2 separate regions of the Gossypium hirsutum genome follow, and region 1 is linked to region 2. A link is a contact called in public Hi-C data. All regions are on one chromosome and are shown on one strand. Each heading gives the region's core, a stretch centred on a gene start, on an enhancer-like site or on the middle of the called end of the contact. The rest is flanking DNA. Distances are from core to core; before and after follow the strand shown.

Region 1 (3,018 bases), core at 342-2,841, 340 kb after region 2:
TCTCTCCAACGACTTCAAATGTCTAAATATTAATTGAATGGTATAAATACAAGTAATAAACAATTGAAGAGTTAAGAGACACGTATCCAAGCATAAAAAATAAGAGAAAATTTTCAAATAAAAAATAAGAGAAAATTTTCAATTTCTATATTTCTCATATTTCTCTTGTACATAGTCTTAAAGTTCATATTGTAAAATCTTTAATCATTTTTATTTCATTTTCTTATATTTCTATTGAAATGTCATAATATTAATGAAATTTAACATAATTTAAAAACATCTTTATGTTACAACATCATACTTAAAATATAAATTTTATTTTTTAAAACTATTTTTTGACAATAATCTTAAACATTTAAAATAGTGAAATCAAAATTTTTAAAAACACTCTCTAGAAACAACGAAGAAATAGGCTTGGGCTATGAACTACACAAAATCTAGGTATTACGGTACACTGTAGCGCTATCAACTATACAACTTCTAAATGCACACCGCCTAGCCAGCAGCTGACAGAAACTCATATGCCCAGTCAACAAACCTCCAAATAAGTCAATAAATCAGACGCTATACATGGTCATCTCCTTTTTCATCTTTGATGATCTTTTCCATAAGTTGGCCTCACTTAACTTGCTCTCTACGTGTCAATCATTAGTAATCGGTGCCACATGTGGCATCCCTTACATTTTTTACTCTAACTCTCTCACTGTCACACACCACCCCCGCTCATTAAATTACGTTGCTACTTAAAATTATTATTTGATAATAATTAATACGATGATGATATATGAAAAGTTTAAATATAGATAATTATTTGTTAAAATAATAATAATATGTGATAGACTCAAATATTTTAAATAATTATTTATTTAAGTTTATTTTTAATATAAAGGAATATTTTATATATATTTAAAAATATTTGAATTTTTGTTTGCCATGTGATAAATTGAAAGATTACCACGTACCACTATTAAATTAATTATCAAATTAGTATTGTGAAAAAATAAAATAAAATAAAAAAGGAATACACAAATTTTACGTGGAAACCCTTTCGGGAAAAAACCACCGGAAGAGGAGAAGAAAATTTACTATGTCGAAAATTTTTAATCAATACAAAAGGAATAGACTATGTCTATTTATAGGCTTGTAAAGCCATATTCTAGTAGGATTGAAACACCTTATCCGAATCAATATAAAATAGATAGATTTTAATAAGGTTTAAAAAACCTTGTTCTAAAATAAAATAAAAGAAGTCTAATTCTATATAAATTTTACTTTTATTTTATTTTCCATCATATTTTATTTAGTATAAACATACTACTTAAATTACGGAATTAAAATTAATGTATCAATTAAATAAAAAAATTATACACGAATTACGTAGAAATGCACAAGTGCTAAGGATATTAACCCAACTTCGAATTGAATGTACCGGAATTCAACCCGACCCGAATAATCTGGCATTCAAGTCAAGAATGGGAATCCCAAATTTCGACCAGTTACAGCTCTACATGTGGCGTATCCCCATTGGTACAATCTCTGGAATCGGACGCCACAGTTTTAGCATAAAGAACCACGTCGGTTCTGCTGTTTTCTTAGCAGTGTATAGTATATATCAGCATTAAGCCATTAGCCATCCCAGTCCCCAATCCTTCCCAAAGAAGATGGCGCCAAAACCCCTTACATTTCCGGGAATTTTCTCGGCGCTTCTCGCCTTCTCTTTTTCTTTGCTCCTCTTTTGTTATCCGATCATAGGCGGCCACGATTACCACGACGCTCTCCGCAAGAGCATTATCTTTTTCGAAGGCCAACGATCAGGCAGACTTCCCCCTGACCAACGCGTCAAATGGCGCCGCGACTCTGCATTGCACGACGGCTCCACCGCCAGTGTAATTACTCCTTTTCGACAGCCTACATTTCCCTTTTCACCTACTAAAAGTATATTTTAACTGCGTTTGATGTTTCGGTTTCAGGTGGACTTAACGGGAGGTTACTACGACGCCGGAGACAACGTGAAGTTCGGGTTCCCAATGGCATTCACGACGACTTTATTAGCTTGGAGTATCATAGATTTCGGGAGGAACATGGGGCCGGAGTTAAAGAACACCGTTAAAGCAGTGAAATGGTCGACGGATTATCTGTTGAAAGCAACGGAAAAGCCTGGAGTGGTGTATGTACAAGTGGGAGACGCCTATTCTGATCATAGCTGCTGGGAAAGGCCAGAGGACATGGATACTTTACGTACGGTGTACAAAATCGATAATGAGCATCCTGGTTCGGACGTCGCAGGCGAAACCACCGCCGCATTGGCTGCTGCTTCCATTGTGTTCAGGAAACGAGACCCTGCATACTCGAGGTTGCTCCTCAATCGAGCCATTAGGGTAATTCACTGTCACCACCTCAGTTTCTTCTTAATCTTGTCACCGCACCAAATGGGAAGATATTTCGCATATTTGATTCATAGAATGTTAATGGAAAAATGAAAGTCGGGGAAAATGGTGTATTGTACTGTAGGTGTTCAACTTTGCTGACAAGCACCGAGGTGCATATAGTAGCAGGCTGCACTCTGCAGTCTGTCCTTTTTACTGCGATGTCAATGGTTACCAGGTCAGACAGACTCCTTTTTTTCTTTTCTCTTACAGTACAATTAAGAGGAACCGTTGCATTATGACATTGAAGTCCAAAACTTTGACTGGCTGTAGCTACTATAATGGTAATGTAGGACGAGTTGCTTTGGGGAGCCGCTTGGCTGCACAAGGCCTCAAGGAAGCGCGTATATAGAGAGTACATAGTGAAAAACGAGGTTGTCTTGAGAGCTGGAGATACCATCAATGAGTTTGGTTGGGATAACAAGCATGCTGGGATTAACGTCCTCATTTCCAAGGTACAAAATTAATTAATCACTGGATTATTTATATATGTTTTATGCTTAATCATTATAATGATACCAATTTGTTTTATTTTATGTAAGTTTTATTTGTTTATTTATTTTTCTTTATTTGTTTATTTGTTTTTCTAGAA
Region 2 (3,144 bases), core at 4-2,503:
GGGTATAGATCTACGTCTGAAAACCAAGCCAACAGCCCCGTCATGCATGTGTGTCGGATTGGATACCTTTCACAATTCTCTTTATTCGTGTAACATTTTTTTTCAATCATAATCGTTTTATATAACCTTTTTGTACTGTATATCATATGAAAAGTAAAAACTATGTGGGTTGAAGGTACAGGAAAAGTTGCAGGGTTTAGAGTAGCGTGGGAAATGGGATGGGAATGGGTAATTGGCCAAATGGGGAAAGTGTGAAAAGTCATTTAACTACCAATCCTAGTCCTAACTAATCCACTAGGATCAAGTATGGCCGGTTACAACCGGCTGGTGCCCTCGTTTTCACACTACGCTCCCATAGAAGTAATTTTAAATTCATCAATTTCCTAATTTCCCCTTTTAAACATGTCTGTCCCATTTATGTCGTTCATACCTAAAATGTTAACTTATAAAAAATTTCTTAACATATTAAAAGTGTGGAGAGGTATGATAATAACAAAATTTTAACGTTTGGGAACTTAACTACTATTAAATTTAAAATAATATTTTATTATATTAATAACATATATAATCTAAATGCGTTCATGAGTTTAACGACCTATCCGATATTATCAATTCCATCCAATCAACTTAACTTGCTTTGAGTTGCTTGATTTAACTAACCAATATATATCTCTAGCAATATATAGCATGTGAAATTATATTATAGAGAAGTTTTAATTTTTATGAATTCATTTATTATTTCCATGTTTATATTATACATTAAATATTTAATTGAAGTGATGTGATAAGTTAATTGGACATCAGCACATTTGGATAATGATCAAAATATCTTTACATAATAAATTACATTATTTTGAGAATAAATTTATCATTTTATATTGTTTCTATATAAAATAAAAATATATATACAAAATAAAATTTAAACCTAAACAGGTTTAATTTTTAACATTTACACTTTAACTTTTAATCAAAATATTATTTTTTATTTATATTATTATTTTATAATTATATTTATTACATAATTTTATTTTATATCTAAATCACTGTTAAAAAGAACACATCAGTAAAGTTATTGACTAGATTCTAAAAAATAGGTATATTGATTGAATTCTAGGCTTTTATTGAAAAAAAATCTATAATTATTAATGTACAGCATTCTTTCTAAATTTGATAAATATAATCAACTAAAAGAGAAAAAGAAATTATAATAAATATTTCCTTTGTGTAGAAAGGTTAAAGCTAGTATTATTAAAATTATTGCATTATTACTAAAAATTGTATATTTGTAACCATATATCATTTTTGCTAGGATAAGCATTTCCCCCAAAATGCATAATTTCATAGTGGAGTGGGAAACCTAGAAAAAGAGAGCAGTGGCATTCATGTGAATCCACAAAATAATCACGGCCAAAATAGTAAATCAGATTCCATTTTAGATGCTACAAAAGCCTTCTCCACTGCCTTTCTCACTCACACCTATCATCTCCCTTCTTAACGACGACTCGAATTCTAAAAAAGAAAAAAACCTACGCCATGAAACCCCTCTTCTCCGTCCCATTCTTAACCTTCCTCTTCTTCTATTTCTACTCAGTCCCAACCCTCGGTTCCTACGTATACGACGCTAGCGCCACCACCACCACCGTCATCAACTCTACAGATTTCATTCGTACAAGCTGCTACGCCACCTTGTATCCCGATATTTGCTATACTTCCCTTTATGGCTATGCCAACGCCATCCAACAAGACCCAGCTCGTCTAGCTCGTGCTGCCATTAGTGTCAGCCTCTCTAAAGCTCGTAACATGGCAGTCTACGTCTCTAACCTCTCCCGCGAAGCCGATTACGGCGCCGACCCAAGAGCCAGCGCAGCCTTGCACGACTGTTTCTCGAACATGGGTGATGCAGTGGATGAAATCCGTGGGTCGCTGAAGCAAATGCAACAGGTGGTGGCTCCAGGTTCGGAGTCTTTCAGGTTCCAAATGGGGAATGTCCAGACATGGATGAGCGCGGCTTTGACGGATGAGGAGACGTGTACGGACGGATTCGAGGATGTGGCGGATGGGCCAATGAAGACGGAGGTCTGCAAGAGGGCGGCTAAAGTGAAGAAGTTTACGAGCAATGCTTTGGCGTTGGTTAATAGTTACGCAGAAAAGGGTACAATGTAATCCGCAAATGAAATGAAAACTGTATAATTTCTAAATTACCTGATGCCTATTGTTGAATGTCTTTTTTCTTTAAATGTACATTGGTTTCAGACATAACGATAATGTTTTGTTTGGGGATAGTAGTTTGGAGTTTCTGTTTTTCTTTACATGACAGAGAGCTCTCTGGATTGTAACTCTAACCGAGTTTAAATATTAGAATAAACATAAAAAATTTCTACCACACGCCCGCTTTTATTTACCTAAAATGTTTAAATATAATTTATTCTTGATAAAAAATAAATATAAAAAGAAATTACTCTTCAACATTTTGATGTGACAAGATCAATTCAGTTAAACAATTAAAAAAAATATCAAATATTCAAAATTATTTATATTTTAGTTAAAAATTAAAATGAAGTTATGTAAAAATATTCATATTTTTTAACCGCAACATTACCTGAATGAAAATATAATTATTAGGAATTCATTATATCCATTGTAGTTACAACAAATTTTAATTCTTTAAGATTTTGTTTTTACAATACAAAATGAATGTGTAATTACTAGAACTTTTGTAATTACAAAGAATTGCAATCCTTTAAAGTGTTTAGCTAGTTGGTATAAATTATAATTACACAATTAGATAATTTATATTTTAAAAAATTTTAATTGTTATAACAATTATTAGTATGATAAAAATAATTTCTAAACAAGTAAAAAATTTAAAATCAAATCATCATATGTATTATGTTAGTCTAAAAAATAGTTGTTATTACGAATATTAATAAAAATAACAAGAAAAAAAACATCATATATAATTTTATCTAATTGTTCTAGTATATATTGGTTGGGTTATTTTTTCTTTAATATTTAACATATTCTTCTTATCATCTTCTGTTGGTCATTGACCCAACTCATCATCATTTAGATTTGAGTATTATGCATCATAAATATTATCAAGATTTCCTTTTTACATGTACTCTTCAAAGTATGAATTATCAC

The links. A called contact is a pair of places that touch in the nucleus more often than the background predicts.
Region 1: a Hi-C map of leaf shows a contact between it and region 2, with 5 times the contacts expected there. The contact joins the promoter of LOC107886297 here to the promoter of LOC107886354 in region 2. A contact is called at or near these places in 5 of 34 Hi-C or Micro-C datasets (callus and leaf).

The regions. Positions count from the first base shown.
Region 1 is chrA03:88,155,607-88,158,624 of Gossypium_hirsutum_v2.1, forward strand. LOC107886297 (endoglucanase 8) reads left to right here and starts at 1,592. Exons shown (of 7, transcript XM_041097519.1): 1 at 1,592-1,886; 2 at 1,971-2,378; 3 at 2,512-2,604; 4 at 2,720-2,881. The coding sequence starts at 1,662.
Region 2 is chrA03:87,820,536-87,823,679 of Gossypium_hirsutum_v2.1, forward strand. It overlaps LOC107886354 (21 kDa protein), which reads left to right and starts at 1,254. Exons shown (of 1, transcript XM_016810279.2): 1 at 1,254-2,282. The coding sequence starts at 1,534. The coding sequence ends at 2,163.